Linked DNA regions of Mus musculus: region 1 is linked to region 2. The links are chromatin contacts, called in public HiChIP or PLAC-seq maps. All regions are on one chromosome and are shown on one strand. Each heading gives the region's core, a stretch centred on a gene start, on an enhancer-like site or on the middle of the called end of the contact. The rest is flanking DNA. Distances are from core to core; before and after follow the strand shown. Region 1 has its middle 41 kb from the start of Cdca7. Region 2 holds the start of Map3k20 (mitogen-activated protein kinase kinase kinase 20).

Region 1 (5,448 bases), core at 941-3,440, 230 kb after region 2:
AATAATGGTATGTAATGAGTTCTCTTTCAAATGGTTTCTTTAAACTGAATTGTCTTCTTTACGTGATAGAATGAAGAATCATTTAATTTGGTATCAAATATTCATGAGCTGTGAGTGTGCTGTGTCACCAGAACGGGTGTGAGATCACAAACCAAAAAGCTAAGTATGGGAGCTCCGGGGAGCGGTGGACAGTGGGCAGCAGCTTTTCAAAGCTTGTTGCGCCTTTGAATCTGTGATACTTCCTTCTCCGGCGTCTCAAAATGCTGCTTTGAGTGTGTGTTGGGAAAGGGGTCAAGGATAAAGGATAAGAAAGGAACCTGGATGCAGATTCTCAAAGCTTCTGCTCTTTTGCACTTCAGGAGACTCAAAGCAACCCGGAAGTTGGAGCACAACTCTATGACAGATGTCCCCAGACACTTCGAAATGGCGCAGGTTACGACTTCTTTATCAGACGACCGTGTATATATCTTACACACACACACACACACACACACACACACACACACACACACACACAATTTTCTTCTTTCAAGTTATGATGGCTATATTTTATAATAAATTTGATTTATATGAGACTATATTTTATAATTCAGTTGATTGTGGCCATTGGAGGAGAGCAACATAAGTTGCCATATACATTGCCTATATGATTGCTTGCTGTGTACACGGCAGAGCTTTAAATTCTGGAAAGAGTAGAAACTGCAACCAGAAGCCAGCTCAATGGCTTGCTCCATAGTGCAGGCTCTGAGAACCTCCTTGAATCCCTTGGAGTGAACACATTAATTCTGTGGAGCTCTTCCTTCCTTTAGTCTCAGACAAATGCTCTCTTGCCACCTAGGGCTGCCCCTGTTTCTTTCTCCTCATGGCCTCACACTAGTGGCTATCGAAGCTGTGTCTTTCTGGGTGCCTTTTTCCTACAGAAAGCAGACCTGACCACTTTTCCAACTGTGATGCTCTGCTTCATTGGCAAGTTCATGAAGGTTGAACAGCACCTATTTCCTGAAGCGTCCCTTGTTCCAATACCACCCCTGTAAGCAGTCATTAGGCCTCACTCAAGACATCTCTAGGGAGGGAACTGACACCAGCTGAAGAGGGTTTGGCTAGTAACTCTCCTACAGCCCATCAGTGAGCCTCAGAGGGGCTCCTATTGCATCTAATCACACCTAATCTTTCTGCAAAGATGTTTAAAAAAAAACTGTGTAAATCAAGTTTTTGTAAATCTAATCATATGTTTTATGCATCAGGTGAACTTGGTATGTAAAGGTATCCCATAGTGCAGCCTGCTGAAAAATGAAGATCGGCTCCTTTTAGTATTCATTTCTGTAAATGTGAATAATTATTCATGGGGTTGAAAGAGGTTCGCCTTCATTTAGGGTTTTGAATTTGCTGTCTTTACATTTCTTCTTCTGAAAAGGTCTCCTGTATCCTAGGTAGCTTCTATGAGCAGCTGGATAAGAATGACCTTGAACTTTTCTTCCTCCTCCTCCTCCTCCTCCTCCTCCTCCTCTTCCTCCTCCTCCTCCTCCTCCTCCTCCTTCCACCTCCCAAGTGTTGCAATCACAGGCCTGTGCCACCAGGACACCTGGTTTATGAGGCGCCAAAGATCAAACCTAGGGGTGTGTTTACCAACTGAGCTATCGCTCCCAACCCTCCTAGCCCTCCTAGTCCTCAGTGTCTTATTTGCAGTGAGCCCCAAGTGGGTATGTGCTCCACTACTGGAGAGCACAGCTAATGGGCCCTGACTTCCCAGGTCTTAAGGAGCCCCAGCCCTTACAGCGTGTCCTAATGGGTCAACACCTAACAGAGAGCCAGCGGAAACCTTGCTGCCCTCTGCACGAGAAAGCCGGATTTCCATTTCAATGTGGCTCAGCCTTCCTCTTTGACAAATGAAAAGATAGAGACTTCTCAATTACAAATAGTGGCGTCCTTGGGGGTGGGTGTGTGTGGGTGGGTGTGTGTGGGGCAGAATTCTCTAGATGTTGGGCCTTGCAATTTCTCAGCCATCAGGAATTCTGAGACTCAAGTCTCAGAAGCTAGAGGAAGCTAGATGCCGGCAAGATTTTTATGGCACGATGCTTATTTTCCTACTCCACAGAGGCAGGGTTTTATGGCAAGAAGGGGCTTAGTGACCAGAGCAGAGTAAAACTAGGCTACTTTCCAGGTTTATGCCTCTGACCTTACTCCCGAAGAGGGAGCATCCGGGAGGGGTTTCTCTTCTCCCACCCTCTGGGTGTACAATACACCCCCAGATGTGCAATACAAAGGATCCGATATTCAAACATTTGAAAAATGTAATTCTTGTTGTGGAGAACGTGTCCTAACAAAAAGATCGGCTTTTGGGGGAAAGTCGGGAAATCCCCCAGTCTTAAATTCCCAGCATTTGACTTGGGCACAGAGAACTCGATCATCCTTTAGGAAGTAGAGCACAGGCGAAGAGAGGGGAGACTCACAGATGGCTGGATAGAGATGCCAGTCTAGTCTGTGGGAGAAGCCTTGACTGAATGTGAAGCAGCTGGCTGAAGGCAGGCTCAATCAGGATTTCTGGGGAATAAAAATACACTCGGTCTTGGCTCTGGATTCCAGCAGGGGGAGCCCTAACTCTGGGAACCCGACATTGCTCTCTGACCGCTCGCTATCCCTGCTTAGCCCTTTCTGAGTTCAGCATCCGTGGTCACCGAGCTTGGCAACAAGGTCTACAGATGATGTCGCTGAACCAGAATCTGAGGTCTCGGTCCGCGCATCCTTGGATGAGCAAAGTGGTTAATACCTTTATAGAAACACAGCGGAACAGGCAATTCAGAAACAGGTGATCAGCAGCAAAGAAGGAAAAAACATGAGGAAATGAAGGATACACTTCCCTCAGTTGTTACCCTCTCCCCTACACACCTCTGCTCTCCACAGGGAATGCGCTCTGATGCTTCCTCTGTTCGGGTGTGCTGAGCTGGGGGTGTGGGAGCTAGGTGGATGGACCAGGCTTCCAGTTAGTGCTGGGTTCCTGCTGCTCTCTGGGTTGTAGAACGAGAAACAACAACAACGAAACCCTCATATTGTAACTATAAGGAGTTAAGGGATTTCACTTGTCATGTCTTCTGAGTTCCACTCTTGGGGATAAGCAGGGAGATGTAGGAAGCCTAGCAAAACGTGGGAACGGCCTGTTGAAAAAACCAGCCCAGCCCACCGAGTACCTAAGAAGTAGCACGCTAGGGGCAGAGTTCAAAGCTGTGCTGTGTGTAGTATTGCTGTCTGCGGGAGTCCTCAGCACCTTCTATAATCATGGGTAAGGGTAAGGGGAGGCTTAACACACCCCACAGATGCCCTTGTCCCCAGTTTTGTGGAAAGAACACTAGCTGCAGCTAGAAGCTCTGTCGTTTAAGTAGACTAATGAAAACCCCAACTCCATTTTGTCTAATCTGAAATTTCTGAAATGTATGTGATCCTGACCAGACCCCCTTTTCCATAAAGTGCCTATATTCAAGATATGGGTGTTCTGTGCAGCCCACTTTGAGAAATTCTAAGAGAGCAACCTCCCTGGGCTTCTGGTTTCTCCTCTGTACCGTGTCATCGTTCATTCCGAGTACCCTGGTAATTCCTGATGAAGGAACTGGTAGTGCTCAAAACACACTCAGAACTCCTAGAACATTATCTTATGAATATACAGAGACTGGTCTTGTGATATACAGTGAATATCACGCTCACGCTCAAAGTAGATGGTGGGCTTGGGTACACACAGAGACACAGTCAGGGGACAAGATGCTTTCTCTGTGTTCAGCATATAAACCACACAAGTCCGGAGGCAAGTTTTTGAACCTTGCTTTACTTTCTGTGTGGAATGGTGCTGTGGTGCACGGTTCTTGGCCTTTCACATACAAGGCCACACGAGTTTTTGTTTTCACTTAAGCAAAGAGTGAGCATTATTGCTAGGAGACTTATTCAGGACCTCGGCAGATTGCAGGCACCTACTGTGTCCTCTAAAGAACAGCAAGGCCATACTGCATGAGTAAGGACTGCCAGCAAGGACATGGCACAAATCATCTAGCGGCACCTAACACTCTAGGTTGTGACGGACAGAAGCAGGCGTGGTCAGGTGTTCTGTAGCAGCCAGACAAACTGGATGGAAACAGTGATGGGAGATGAAACCTGTGGATCCCTTTCCCCGGGGGATATTGATTAAGCTGTGGCAGAAGGAAGACAGGGGATGGGGATCCGTTGTATGATGCAGGCCATCCACAGTGCTCACGTCCACTGGATGTCCCTGTTCAATGATATTTATCCAGCAAGTACTGGACTACACACCTGTGTGCCAGACGCTTACTCCAACCCAGTGGAAAGCCATTGTCCCAAACTCTTGCTCGAGTTCTGCGCTACTAAAGGGTTTTCCCTTCTGTTTCTAACTGTGGCCGATGACCTGTCAAATTCCACATTGTTATAGCTGGGGCTACACACGTTAGCACTCCTTATACATTGCCCTGTTGCTGTGGTTCCTATGAGTGCATAGCTAGGATGCAGGCTTTAGGAGAGCAAAGGCTGCACCCTTGTAATCTTGCCTCTAGAAATAAAGTCACCCAATAAGAGCAAATGACTGAAGCGTCTGGGGACTCCTTCAGGCTCAGATCTCTGCACTTTGAAATAATGCTGTTTTTGAGTGTGTAGTCTGTGCTATGCTGAATGCATCTTTCAGCTCTCTCAGAAGCCCACAGTCTTGTTCTCAGATGTTTCCTAACTGCTTCAGAATTAGAGGCTCTGATTTTGGGTTTACATCTATTTTGTTATTGATAATGTTGCATCTGAAGATTAGTTGAACTTGGCAGAATTAAGTGCCCCTTTTGGGGTGGTCTGAATTCATCTCAGCTTCCACTGATGTGGTCTTTCCCCCCTGGCTTTCTGTCTCACCACTTTGGATAATTATGAGGGCTTTGGCCCATTGCTGCAGCCACAGAAGGCACCAGCAGTCCAGGTGGCCCAGGGAAGATCTGTGGGTTGTGGTGTCTGGGACCTTAAGAGGAGCCCATGGGAAAAATGAGTGGCGGTTGTGGACTTCATCTCTGCCACTCTCCCGGCTCTCCTGCGGGCGTCCCCTCACCTCTGCATGCTTCACCTCCTCTTCTCATGGAATCTCACCTTGGGGATCTCAGCCACAAGCGGCGTATATCCAGGAAAAGAGAAGCAAAGTAATATCTGTGCCTGCTTCACAGCACTGAATCCCGCTGCTCCCTCCCGACTCCCTCAGACCGTACCCTCTGTGCACAACTTTCATCTCCAAGTCATTCATAAGATGTCAAAGGATGTACACTAAACCACCCAGGAAGTAGAGACATTTGAGAGGCAAGGATCCAGGACTTGTATCAATTGTGGAAGATGTGGCAGGGCTGGAACTCACTGGGTTCCTCTGATTTTCCCCTCTGCTTTGACTTGAAGTATGGTTCTTAAGCATAAGGATTTGTAGGTCAT
Region 2 (4,850 bases), core at 1,529-4,028:
TGACTGGGTTTCATCACAATCCATTATATAGGACTGAAAGATGGTGCCATAGATAAAAGTGCTTGCTACCAACCCTGTGGTGGAAGGGCAGAGCATCTCCAGTGAGCTGTCTTCTGACAGTGATGTAGGCTTCAGTTCCGATTTTAAGGAAATGACTATACTTACCACAGAGGACGTTTGGTTGCGCACCTTAGTTTCCTAGGAACTCAGAGCTATACAGCACTGGCCTCTGTAGACGAGTTGGGTAAATTCTTAGCTGTGATGCTGTGGTCCAGACTTCGAAGATTCCCCATCTGAGATACAGAACTAAGATGACTGGAAAGAGTGCCCCAGGTACCAGCCTGTGGGGCAGATGTTATCACTTTAGAGGAGAAAGGACTCCTTTCTTCCTTTCAAGTGACCTGCTAGTTCTTCTACTGTTAGCTGGTGGCATTTCCAGGATTTCCATTAAAGAAAAGTTTAGGGGAGACAAGCCCGTTGAATAAGGGGTTACATTGTTGTTAAGTTGTATTTAAACATCACTTTGAAAAGTTTTTTTTTTTAAACTTAGAATGCATGCTTACATTGGAGGGTGTTCTTGGCTATAAGAGGGTGCTAAGGACTTCTAAGCCACCCCACTGCTGAGAGTACATCTATTTTTAGTGTGGAAGTCTTTGAAGTAAAGGTTTGATAGTTTCGACAAGGACTCTTTGTTAGTGCTGTTTACACTCGCAAATCTATACTCTGTCCAACTTGGATTAACTAAAAAAACAAACTTGCAAAAAGATTTTTTCCCCCCTAAGTTTGAAAAAGTTGAGCATTAGGAGTAAACACAATATAGACTATATTAGCTCTGATGTCTAAAAACATCAATATATTCACAAGTAGACAAGCAGTTTATTTAAAAAAAAAAAACCAAAAAACTCAAATCTTGAAGCAGTGAGACTAGAGAGGTGGCCCAGTGGTTAAGAGCACTTGCTGCTCTTGCAAGGGACCCTGGTTCAATTCCTACCACCCACATGGTGGCTCCCACACACATATAACTGCAGTTCCAATGGCTCTCACCTCTCTTTTGACCTCCATAGGCACCAGGCGTGCATATGGTGCACATACATACACACAGGGGAAACACACACACACATTAAAAATAAGTCTTAAGAAGTCGAGGCAAGCCTACGTTTAGCACAGAGTCACAGCCGTGGCCCCCACAATAGAGTATAAGGTATCGCAGTGAGGACCTTGCAACATAATGGGAAGGCAGGAGGCCTTCTGTGAGGTGCTCCTTCAAATAAGTTTTTGAAAGTACTTTGTAGAGTTTATTGCTCCTGTTGCCTACTCTCTGAGCCTAATTATAGAAGGAAAATAGAATGAAGGAAGGAGAGATAGTATAAGCTAAAAATATCAGAAGCTGCAGGCTTCCAGTACAAAGCAAGGTATGGATGGCTGGTGACTGGCAAGCTGGAACCAGTGGCTAACACCTGATTTTGGTGAGCAGGAAACTGAGGACTGCCTGTTAAGTGTCCCATGTGACAACTGAGAGGAGCAACAGCAAAGTCAGGCTCTCTGATTCCTCAGCCAGAGTCAGGACACAATCGGATGTCTTTAAAGCTAAGGTGACTGCAGTCTCATGTTCATTTCGCGCTCAAGAGCCCAGCACCCTTTTTTTTTTTTTTTTTTTTGAGTAGATAGACAGCTTTTTTTTTTTTTTAAACAATTGTTTGATCACCTACAAAAGAATTTTTTTTAGCTGGATAGTTTTCATCAACCTTCTCAGTTACCAAAATGCAATTTATTAATCCAAAATCCTCAGTCTTTGTAATCACAGACCAGAAAGTGGTTTCTTTTTTCATTAGTGTATATTTACCCATCCTTTCCCATTCATATATTAAATATATATGAACGGTTTTCAAAATTTCTATTTCTCTTTGGGCTTCTTTTCTGATTTCCGTTTCTTGTTTCATCTCTGCCTGTTTTTCCTCTCCTGACTTCAAAACTCAGCAGGAAGCCAGTTTCCTCTCCACAGATTTCTATTTCTGTCAATGACACCATCGTTCTTCCAGTCACCCAGGTCTCAAATCTTGGCATCACCGCTTTCTTCTTTCCCAACCGAATGGGTCACAAATTTCTGTGGCCTCTTTCTGAAACATGTCTCTCAATTCCAATTTTCTTTTTAAAAACGATCCCAAACTGTACCCTCTAACTCTAGCCTTCACGATTCTATCTGTTACCTGGTAGTGACAATATCTACCACTTATCTTGTTTCCATCCCTAAGCAACTCTCTAAACCACTACTAAAATGGATGGGGAGGAAAGAGAATATGGCTTAACATCTTCAGGCTGGTAAGCCTCCTGCTCCAAATATAAAGCCATGCACTAAAATACGAATATCCATTTTGCACGATTTCAACTTTCCTTAACTCTCCACGTGTGTACACGTGAAATTCTAATTCAGAAACTGTGTTCCCTACTTTTGCAACCTCTCCTCTTTTTCCACTCCATCTACATCCTCCCCGATCAATTTCTTTTCTTCCCAAAGCCAGGTGACACGTTTTGTTCACACTTGTCATGGACTCTGTCTCCTCGATGGGAAATCGCGGGCACTTCATCTTAAAAGTCACCAACCAGAGCAGCAGGCCTTGACTCCTCCTCAAAATCTCCAAAGTACCTGTTGATGGTCCCACTGAGGCACCCGCGACCCTGACATTGCCTTCCCTGCTGTCCCCTTCCCAGCCAAGTGCATTCAGTCTCACGGGGGGTAAGGGGGGGGGGGCAGCAACCGGGCTCTCCGCGACCCCGAGCCCCGGCCTCCCTGCTGGGCACCGAGCCGGGCGTGCCCGGAGGCTGGCCGGCCGGCGGTTCCACGCTCGGAGGTAGGTGGTGCTGTTGCCGCGACGTCTTCCTCATTGGCGCCGCGCGGAGAGGCGGAATGTTCAACTCCTGACTCCGGCGGAAGCGTGGGAGCCGCGCGGGCCGCCGTCCCCGACCCCCGCCGCCGCTCGCGCCCGATCCGGGAGCCAGGTAAGGGCTGTGGGGGACGGGAGAGGCGGGAGGGAGCTCCGCTGGAGGACCGGCGGGACCGGGGCCTGCGGGGCCGGGGCAGCGCGGCTGCGGGAGGCCGGGGCTCGGCGGGCGGCTGTCCTTGGCTCGCCCCCGGTGCCCTGGAGACCCGTGGTCCCCGAGCCCGCAGACCCCGAGACCGCAGCCCCTGAGCCCTCAGTCCCTTGCCGCTGGGCCGAGGACGGCTTGGGCATGTCCGGGCCGGTCCAGCCGGGCACTCGGTGCCCGGAAGAGTCCGGCCTGGCACAGCTCGCGGCGATCCCGGGGAACCTGCGGCGGCTGCCCTTCCCGAGCACCCTCGCCTTCCGTGGGAGCACACGCGGGTGTCGCAGGCGCGGGGATCTACACCAGGGTGGGCACTGGGTGACCCGGGCCGCAGCCACGCCTCGCCCCGCGCGTGACAGATCTCGGGAAAAACTTTAATTCTAAACTGCCCAGATGACATTGGAACTGCCTGAAAAAAAACAACAATGGCACGTCATTGTTGGGTTGCTGAAAATGTATGTTTCTCATGCGCCTGGAGATCCTGCATAAGCACTGTTTATGGAGAACATAATTACTATTTTTGCTAGTTTCGTTAATAATGAAAGCACACCATTTGGTGGCCCGTTCCAGCGATTTCACAATAAGCAGCCTTCATTAATAATGCGTGTGAGAACCGTCTTCCAGAATGGATTGAGGACATCTGAGTTCGGATGGTTGTTAAAGTGAGTTCCTGTTTTACCCCTAAAGTGGTTGTAGCGAATCTTCTGGTCTTCTTGACTGTAGATGAAACCAACTGCCAGCATTTAGTGGATCCAAACCTACCAAAATATTTAACGATAAAAATAAACAAATGATTCAAGACCAGACTTCTTTGTCATCGGCCTGTCTCTACTCTGAAATTTCATTCTTTTTTTATCTTAAAAAAAAGTGACGGCTGCATTTTAATTATGGTTTTGATCATTTGTAGAGTCTTTGTTTTAGATTTCTGCTACAATAGTGAGAGATTTGGGAGATTGTAAATGAACATGAATTTAGCTTGTTTAGAAAGAGAGAATTAAGAGAGAAAAATGGTCTTTGGAGCACTGTTTATTTTAGTCTTTTACAATGTAATTTTGACAAAAATTTTGGGGGATTTTTTTTTAAACTGGAGAATGTGCAAGTCAGAAGTTTAAGTGGGAAACATTTTGTTGTCTTAGAAAGCAAGTAGCTGATTAATCTTTTAAAAGTTTTTGTTTTGTTTTGTTTTAGGGGGGATACATAAGAACACATTAAGAAAAATAATAACCAAATATTAAGCACACAGATTTAGATCTAAAAATGGATGGTCAAAGATCTTGGGAACTGAGGGACCTTCTTGCCAAATAAGGAAACTTGGCAGGCTGCACTGTGTATTTTAAGTTAGGGCAGAGTGAGTGCTATTGGCAATACATTGGCTCAGTGCCTATCTGGGCTCTGCAGTGAAACTGAGTCTGATAGGCCTGCGGAATTATAGGCAGGAGTTACGAAGGGTGTGGAGTGAATCGCTGGATCATCAGAGGAGACACTGGAGAAGTTACAGGGACGTTTTGTAAAAGAGGTCAGATAAAACTCTGAGTGTGTGTGCCCAGCAGAAGCAGACTACACAGTGGGTCTCAGAACTTGACACAGCCAGGGAAGAGTCAGTGTTAAGCTGAGGAAAGGAGTTTGTGGTAACACAGGACTGTCAGAACCAGAAAGCCTCTGTGCCCTGAGGTGTTAGGAAGAGAAGTTTGGATCATTTGCTTTCCATTTTATTCTACCCAGGACAGATGGGACAAGGTGGGGGACTGTTGGATCTAAAGATAATAGCT

What was found. HiChIP or PLAC-seq counts read pairs in DNA pulled down with a chosen protein or histone mark.
Region 1: an H3K27ac HiChIP or PLAC-seq map of embryonic stem cells shows a contact between it and region 2, with 3 times the contacts expected there. The contact joins the enhancer-like site here to the promoter of Map3k20 in region 2. A contact is called at or near these places in 4 of 484 Hi-C or Micro-C datasets (cerebral cortex, double positive thymocytes, palatal mesenchyme and 1 more) and 8 of 115 datasets of contacts at active chromatin or transcription factors (embryonic basal ganglia, embryonic forebrain, embryonic limb bud and 3 more).

Annotation. Positions count from the first base shown.
Region 1 is chr2:72,513,996-72,519,443 of GRCm38.p6, forward strand. No RefSeq gene overlaps it. Among named protein-coding and RNA genes, the nearest start is that of Cdca7, 41 kb to the left of the region's middle. Within about 2 kb of position 2,191, at least 25 of the 459 cell types and tissues checked have an H3K27ac peak or open chromatin away from gene starts, as enhancers often do. A contact at or near this core is called in embryonic basal ganglia and embryonic stem cells, where this site is marked.
Region 2 is chr2:72,282,859-72,287,708 of GRCm38.p6, forward strand. Map3k20 (mitogen-activated protein kinase kinase kinase 20) reads left to right here and starts at 2,779. Exons shown (of 20, transcript NM_023057.5): 1 at 2,779-2,997.